Regions from separate parts of the Hordeum vulgare genome. Here regions 2 and 3 are each linked to region 1. Evidence: chromatin contacts called from public Hi-C data. All regions are on one chromosome and are shown on one strand. The core of a region is the stretch at or near the end of the contact, and the rest is flanking DNA. Distances in the headings are between cores, read along the strand shown.

Region 1 (2,743 bases), core at 105-2,604:
TCGAATGGGAAAGGAATATTTTCTTTTTCTGGAGCATTTTGAGTTTCTTGCGTGTGATGTGGCGTTGAACGCCGCAAATGGAACAGAGGAACGACCTTTTTGACGTAACAAAACTACGGACTTTGGACCTTAAAAAGACCTTAAAAGAGGAAACTAAAAGGGTCTACCAATGGTAAAAGTCAAATTCAGTCAACCAACTTAAAAAGAAGGGGTCTGTGACGTCAGCACAACCAACGTCATCTTATTATCTAACAGAAGCAGAAACAGAGCCATCGGATCGGATAGAATCGTGCGAAAGAACTGGTTCTCATGAATTGTGGATGGCGGCGGCGGCGGCGGCGGCGACGTACCTCGACGAAGAGGGTGTGCATTAGGCAGCCGGAGACGGAAGTGATGTTGGCGGTGATGACCCTGAGGCGGAGCTCCTCGAGCACGCGGCACACCTTGGTCATGGCGTCGCGCTGCTTGCTGCACGTCACGCTCACCACCAGCACCTTCTCGCTCACCTCCGACACGCGCAGCTCCAGGACCTCCACGGGCGGCGAGGCAACTGCCGCCGCGGCGAGCAGGGCGTCGTTCATGGACGAGACCGACAGAGCGCGCTTCACCTTCTTCCTCTGTGCCGAGGAGACCTGCTCCACGGAGAGGCCGCCGTCGCAGTCATCGTCCGCGCCGGTGGCGGACTCGAGCGCGGACACCTCCGCCTCCATCTGCCGCTCCTCCGCCTGCAGATGTTGGATGTACTCGATGGCGTCCTTGATGATCGAGGCCTTGTCCATCTGCAACGACGAGGAACTTGCCGTTAGAATCGTCTCTCCGGCGATGGAGATGCTGCTGTGTACTAGCAATGCCGGTGCCGGCTGAGATGCTTGCGCTCACCTTGGTGATGTTGGGCACGACGCTGCGGAGCGTGTAGAGCTTCTCATTGAGCTTGCGGCGGCGGTCGCGTTCCATCAGGATGTTCTTGTTCGCCCCAGTGCCACCCATCCCGATCCCCGCCCCTGGCATGGCCGCCCCCGTCAGCGTCGAGGACGAGTGTGAACCGTCCGGCGAGCTGGAGTCGTAGTACGAGATGGCGTCTTCGGTCGCCCCCACGAAGATGCTGCAGCCAAGTACCATGAATTGAATCACCGTCACCCTCTCCTCCAAAATCCCTCAACAATGGCGCGATGGATGGCCGGAAGGCGGGAAAAAGGCGTACCTGTCAACGAGCTCCTCCGACTCGAGGTAGCGCTGCGTCTCCCAGTAGTATGCGAAGTTCTCGCCCATGTCCGGGTCCATGTCTTGTTTCTTCTCCCCTCTGATTCGTCGCGAGTTGATGCTCTTCTCTGTTCTGTTGCTCTGTCGCTCTTTCTCCAGGTGCTCTCACTTGTCCCTTTGAGCCCTTATATATAGGCGCGGGCTAGCATGAGTGGCTGGCTGGCGGGCCCCGCGCACGGGACAGGGACGCGCTGGCCTGTGGTCTCCGCCTCCGCGTAACGACCAGGCGAAAAACGTGGGGAAATTCAAGGCGGACACGCACGCCACTCTCTTTCACGCGCAGAGCACTGTCTCGCGTGCGGGATTATTAATTAAGTTTGGCTAATCTAGCACATGGAGCATTCGTGATAGCTCGATTTACTACTCGTACTACTAGTCTACTAACACACGTGCCTTGTTAGCTCAGCCCCAACGCGACGACAACAGTTTCTTTCCTTTTCTCTTTTCGTTGACACAAAATGAGGCTCTTCGCAAGGGCATTAATTAGTAGTTTTTTTTTAACTAGTAGCTTTACATAAAACTGAAGATGACCTTACTCCCTTCGTTCCATAATATAAAAACATTTTTAATACTAATGTACTTTCAAAAACAGTGTTAGAAATGCTCTAATATTATAAAACAGGGGAGAAGTATCAAAGACGGAGCCAACATTCATGCATAGAGGGGGCAAGTTTGTTCATGAAGGGGGCAAAGTTCATATGAAGTGAATTTTTTTGCCTACAACAATCACAATCATAGTAGAAGAATCGATTTGTTAGGGGGGTCTAGCCCCCCTCTCCCCCCTAAATTCGTCCCTGATAGTACCTAAACATGACTACTAAAAACACATATTCTATAACGTGAATGTCTGGATTTACTAATAGGACGACCCCATGTCATAATTTAAGCATGTGTGTAGAATAAAGAAGGTTGAATAGAATAATATGAATGACTCCTTTCTTACTTTTGTAAGCGGTCTTGGAGCTACAAGGATTTTTTTGGTCATGCCGTGCTAAAGAAGAACACATGAATTTTCAAAATCTGAACCATACTTCTTCAGAAGATTTTAGTGACAACTATTTTGAAAACAAAAATCTGAACCATAGAAGCTACATACTTCATTCTGAACCATACCTCTTCAATATGCTTTAGTGATAACTTCTATGGAAAAAAATTCTGAAAACAACTATCCCACACTGACGTTGTTTTGAACAGAAATAAAAGCTTTCAAAATTGGATGATTTTTTTTGGAGATTATATAGAAAATATTGGAGCTAACAAGTACCAAGAAGGGCCAATAGGAGTCCACATGGACGGGTGGCGCGGCTACCTTTGAGCCGCAATACATGTCTTTGTGGGGCCCGTGAGCACCGATTTGACCCGATTCCGGTGCTATAAATTGACAGCCCCCCCCCCCCCCCGGTTCAAAAATCATAGAGAAGTTTCATCGTGTTTTGTGATACGAAGCCACCGTCACCTCATGTTTTTCATTGGGAGCCCTAAT
Region 2 (2,743 bases), core at 177-2,676, 810 kb after region 1:
TCCACACAACACCGTCGGCGTCCCGGTGAAGCTCCATTGCAGCTGCAGCAGAGCTCTATTGCAGCAGACGCGCTCCATTGCAGCCACTGGCGTGCGGTGTTCCGGCGAAGCTCCATTACAGCCCCAGCCGCGACGGGGCTCCATTGCAGGCACGGTGGTGTTCATTCGCAGACAGACGCGCTCGATTGCAGCCACCGGGACACTCCATTGCAACTTTGAGCTTGCCACTGAAGCTCCATAGCAGCTCCGAGCGCCGCCGGTGAAGCTTCGTAGGATGCACCTATGAAGCTTCCTTGCAACACCAGGTTCTGAGCCTCCGCGCGGGCACTGCACCGCAACATGGGGAGCCACCGTTGAGTGCTCCACTACAGCACTGTCCGGTGCATGCGACGGTAACATCTCATGACGTGATGGCGACGGGGTGCTGCGATGAAGCTCATGACGGGCCACTTATGTTGTTGTGACAGAGCTGCTCCGACACAGATACAACACGTTGTGGTTGTCGTCGTTCTCCTCCTACTCCGTTAGTTTGTAGTAGCGACGGGGTGTGGTGGTGTGGGGTGGGGGTGGCGAAGAGAGATAGAAAGGGGAAAAGAGAGGAAAGAGATGAGTGGAGGAGGAGATTGCGTGCGGGGAGAAGATAAGGCTAGACACAGCGGTGACGGGTCCATAGGGACAAGTATCCACCAGAGGACGCGGCTTACATTTTCTTAATTTCATCTGTTGATAATAAACGTTTTTCATATACAAAACCATTGTTTCCATAAATATCATGGTGTTTTTAAAAAACACGTGTCATAAAACCGTGTAGTGCTTTTGTAGGAAACGTCGAGGAAAGTTCAGTTTTTAAAGCAATTTCAACAGGGCGATCCATTTCGTCCGCCGCCGTCCGTTTGGATCCGCGCGGACAATAGTGATGGTCCAACGCACGGACCCATTGCCAAAACGTGTCCGCTTCGCGTCCGTGCCGATCCATTTTCGGCTCAAATTTAGGACAGAAATGCATCGACGCGGACGCGTACGCATCCTCTCTGTGTCCGCATGTGGCCGGCCTGGCCTACTTATCACACAACCACCCACCCACCTCTGTCTGCTTATTTAATTCGTTGGTCCATCCCCAACCATCTCTCTTTTATTATTTTAATACTACAATATTGTTGTTCATGTGCTTTCTGTTGGATACATGTGCCGACCCATTTACAAAAAGAACACGGATAGACCGACGAAAGACCCAAACGGACAAAAAAAAACGCTGTCCGTTTGAATCGCCCCCTTAAAGTTGCTCTTACCTTTTCTTTAGATCAGTTTTTACTTCCTCTCCCGTGTATGCACTATGCCGGACGCACTTGCTCACTGTAAATAGAAAATGTCGCTTTTTTTTGAGCGGTAGAAATTGTGTTATTTGGTTGCACCGTTCCACACATGGGCCACCGGCCTGCGGATCACTTGGGCCCTTCCTTCCCCATCGGATAAAATCCCAGCGCCTCGCTTTGCGGCGGAGACGAGCCGGACCGGCGGCAGCTGAAGCCTGAGAGCGGCACGACGATGATGGCCGCAGCGAGAATGGCCTTCGCATCAAGCTGTCGCGTTCACCTCCGCCTCCCTTCCCCGCCTTCAACCCCCATCCTCGCCAGGACCCGAGTTGGCTGCAGGGGCATAGCCAAATCCATCTCCTTCTTGGCACCGTTGTCTGCTGCGAGATCCGCCAAACATGCCGCCCTCTTCTGCTCTTGCTCCTTGCCTTCCTCCGACGCCGTCGTCGCACCGGCACCTACGCACGCGGCCGTAGAGGAGAAGAAGCCGGCGCCCGCGGCTGGGGAGGAGGAGAAAGGCGAGGTTCCGGTGGGCGAGCTCGCTGGCCTCCTGGACATCCGGGTGGGGCGGGTCGTCAAGGCGTGGCTGCACCCGGAGGCGGATACTCTCTACGTGGAGGAGGTCGACGTCGGTGAGGAGCAGCCGCGCACCATCTGCAGCGGCCTCGTCAAATACCTACCCATCGACCAACTCCAGGTTATGAATGATGCATGAGAACTCGTCCATCCAAGATTTTTCAGTTATTTAGAAATGATGTACTGTACTAGCTAGTATGCTCAAGTTTTTGTATAGATCACATAAATTGCGCATTTCGGCGGGCGGGCGGGCAAGTAACTACTTATTACCAGTATCTATGTGGACGAACTGGAAATTTTAGTATGTATCAATTAAGAGCAACATCGCTATTAGATGAAGTGTACAGCTTACTTAATGATTATGCTGGAAGTGTCGATTCACTTGGTGAGATAATACCAGGTGCCAACCTTCCTGAATTTACCAGGATTGGTCTAGCTTGAGCCAAGATCCTCATGCTTCACTCTACGATTGCATTCAGTTTGTTTATTGACGTCTTTGGGTATATAGATGGTCTGCAATGAAGTGCAAGTTATTTTCTTCTATTTTACTGAATATACTGATGACATCAGCTATGGCATGCGATCTATGCAGGACAGCAATGTCATTGTTCTTGCTAACCTGAAACCAAGAAACATGCGCGGCATCAAGTCTAATGGCATGCTTATGTGTGCCTCTGATGCTTCTCACGAGGCTGTTGAGTTGCTCACCCCTCCAGAAGGTTCTGTTCCTGGTGAAAGGGTATGGTTTGGATCTGAAGATGAAAAGAGTCTTCAATCTGAACCTGCAACGGGAAACCAGGTATCACTTATAATTTAGACATTTGTCTTGGCATTGTCTCTTGACGATTCCAGTT
Region 3 (2,743 bases), core at 113-2,612, 600 kb after region 1:
TGCTGGCAACTGGATAGTCGTGTCTGATTCATTTGGTTGCTTGGACTGCACAGAGATGCTGAGGCTGCCGTTCATGAAGGTGACCTTTGTTGGATCCTTTCCTGTCTTGTTATTGTTCACCAGTTTCGAAAAATAGAGTTGTGGTGGTGTGGATCCGACATAAGCATACAATCCATCAGGGAGAACTGTCATGTACAACTGATTCTCTGTCCAATTTGTTGCAGACGTACTTGCTACGAGCCTCATACCTTCCAGAAGCGACTGCCCAGGGACCAATGCATCAGTAGGGTGAGCAAATGACTGCCACACTGTTGCATTTCTCTGATCAAGCAAGACCAAATTACCGACCTCGGTGATCATCATGCCAGCTACAGACCGCCCAGAGCTGCTGCTCGACCAGACGAGGCTAGCATCAGCATCACAGAGGACCAAGTTTCCATCCGAGGAAAGCTCAAGGGTAGCGTTCTCTCTGACAGGGCGAGCCCTGTTGGCAGACCAGACCACCTGCGGAGTCCCAGTAGTCGGCATGGTGATCTTGGCACCACTATTGGTGTAGACAATGAAGACAGCGAAGAGGAAGACATCGCAGGGGGAGGCGCAGACGAATCCTGCGGCAAAGGAGGGGCCATAGAAGGTTTTGGGTGAATGGAGGACAATGGCCCGCACGGCTGAACCGTCGGAGTAGCTGACACTATGTGGGAGGAAAGCTTTGTTGTTGATCCACAGCGTCGAGAGGTTCGCTGCGGGGTAGTCGAAACGCTGCGACGCAGAGAGCAATGGTGCTGCAGCTGCAAGCACGATGAGCAAGAAACGGTGGAGGCCGGCAGGGCCCATGGAGACTGTAAGAAAAACCAGTGAGTTTTGAGAGGAGATATGGGGGCTATTGCGGGGATGAGCTTTCAGAGGAGAAAAAGATCTCACCTGGTTATGCAGAATCAGTGAAGCAGATGTGAGCTCCGCGGAAAGAAGTAAGCAGTCAACAAGTCTTCGTCTTGCTATTCTCAGCATCCGAAGTTCACAACCATACCACGCGGTGTTTTGGGTGCTTTGTGTTTGGCTGTCACCGAAAGGTGAGTCATCGGCTACTCCTGCAGGCATGTCATTGTTGCTTGTCTCGTGGTTTAGAGTAACTTTTTTGGAAGAAAATGTGTCGATGCCAAAGAAAAAATTATTGTAATAGTATTCTCAGAGTAAATGCAGTCCTCTTGCTGCTACTTTCCTTGTGCCCATCATGAAAGATGGGTCACGATGATTAGGCAAACTAATCAAGCAAGCATGGGTATATGAAAGTCAACTACTACCTCCGTCCAAGTGTATAAGGCATGCGCGTAGTTCTAGGTTGTCAATTTAACTAGCTAAATATATATTATATGTGATAAAAATTACATATTTAGAAACTACACCCTCACATGAATCTAATGGTATATTATTTATTACATATAATATATATTTAAATAGTTAAATTAACGACCTAGAACAACGCGCATGCCCTATACACCTGGACGGAGGGAGTACGTCAGTTTTTTGCTTATAATAATCTAATTAATGGTTGGCCGCCGGATCAAAAAGACGGGCTCGCCTTCCTCTGTTCATACCAGCTGCACTTCTCTTGGGATTTTTGCAGGTTGGATTAGTCCGACTACTCCGAATTTCCGAAATGATCATTGGTTGGTTGGTTGGCTACTTCTGCCGGGCGACGGCATTGGCATGGTAGGTGAAGATCCGCGTCTGACTGCGTCAACCGGTTTCCCGTGTGCTCCTACCGTGGTTTTGAGCAGACTGTTTTTCTCCTCTCCTTCCCTGCTATATGAACAGGAAGGACAAAACGTGTTGAGTCAGCAAACGTAATTATCAAAGTATAGGGTGGGGGCATCCTCTTGCTACTATGGTTACCACGGTGGGGCCATCCTCTTGGGTTACCGCTCAGGATGCGGGACCTTCTTAATGAACTCGGCAGCTAGCAGCCGACAGAAGCCAACCTCAAGCATATGTGGGGTTATTGCTAAAGAAATTAAAAATATGTTCACACTGAATAATAAGTGTAGAATGTTTTAGACTGTTTTTTTAAAGCTGTTGGTCAGTTGACCCCACAACCAACATGTAGAATCACCTCTAGTAGCTAGGAGTCGGTCTATTTCTTCGTAGGAGAGTAGCACCATGGATTTGAAGTAGGCCGACCTGCTAAGGATGGCATTGTAGCCAGTGCGGAACAGTGCAACTTCGAACCGGATTGTTTCCAATCTAAACCTCTCCTTGTCCTCGAAGACGATCGATACTTGTGATCTGCATTGGGTTTTTTCGTAAAGAGAAACGGGTTATCGCAGCACAATATAGGTAAGTATTTTCTTTCAGTTATGAAATCAAGATTTATCGAATCAATAAAAATATCAACAACAACCGTCCTCAGTGGCTGCACACAAAAAACAAATAATTTACACATAAAAAACAAACAACTTACACCCAACACGGGTAAAAGGGTTGTCAATCCCATTGGTCTTGTTATCTGCAAGCAAGTGAGATGTGTAGATAATTGCAAATTACAAAATAAAATGAAAGAAAGGACAAAATGTGTTGAGTCAGCAAACGTAATTATCAAAGCATATGGTTGATCATCCCCTTGCTACTATGGTTACCGCTCAGGATGCGGTACCTCCTTAGAGCATCTTCAACGGCCTTGGTATATTTGCACTCACTTGTTACTTTACAAATCTTGATCAAAAGACCTTCTCCAACAACCTTTGTA

The links. A called contact is a pair of places that touch in the nucleus more often than the background predicts.
Region 2: a Hi-C map of leaf shows a contact between it and region 1, with 3 times the contacts expected there. The contact joins the promoter of LOC123426426 here to the promoter of LOC123430163 in region 1. A contact is called at or near these places in 2 of 6 Hi-C or Micro-C datasets (leaf and seedling).
Region 3: a contact with region 1 is called in a Hi-C map of leaf, with 2.7 times the contacts expected there. The contact joins the promoter of LOC123426424 here to the promoter of LOC123430163 in region 1. A contact is called at or near these places in 2 of 6 Hi-C or Micro-C datasets (leaf and seedling).

What each region holds. Positions count from the first base shown.
Region 1 is chr2H:403,488,517-403,491,259 of MorexV3_pseudomolecules_assembly, forward strand. LOC123430163 (transcription factor BHLH6-like) reads right to left here and starts at 1,355. Exons shown (of 4, transcript XM_045114061.1): 1 at 1,202-1,355; 2 at 880-1,102; 3 at 351-779. The coding sequence starts at 1,281.
Region 2 is chr2H:404,301,973-404,304,715 of MorexV3_pseudomolecules_assembly, forward strand. LOC123426426 (aminoacyl tRNA synthase complex-interacting multifunctional protein 1) reads left to right here and starts at 1,427. Exons shown (of 3, transcript XM_045110263.1): 1 at 1,427-2,010; 2 at 2,482-2,688. The coding sequence starts at 1,546.
Region 3 is chr2H:404,086,707-404,089,449 of MorexV3_pseudomolecules_assembly, forward strand. LOC123426424 (G-type lectin S-receptor-like serine/threonine-protein kinase SD2-5) reads right to left here and starts at 1,363. Exons shown (of 1, transcript XM_045110262.1): 1 at 1-1,363. The coding sequence starts at 1,098.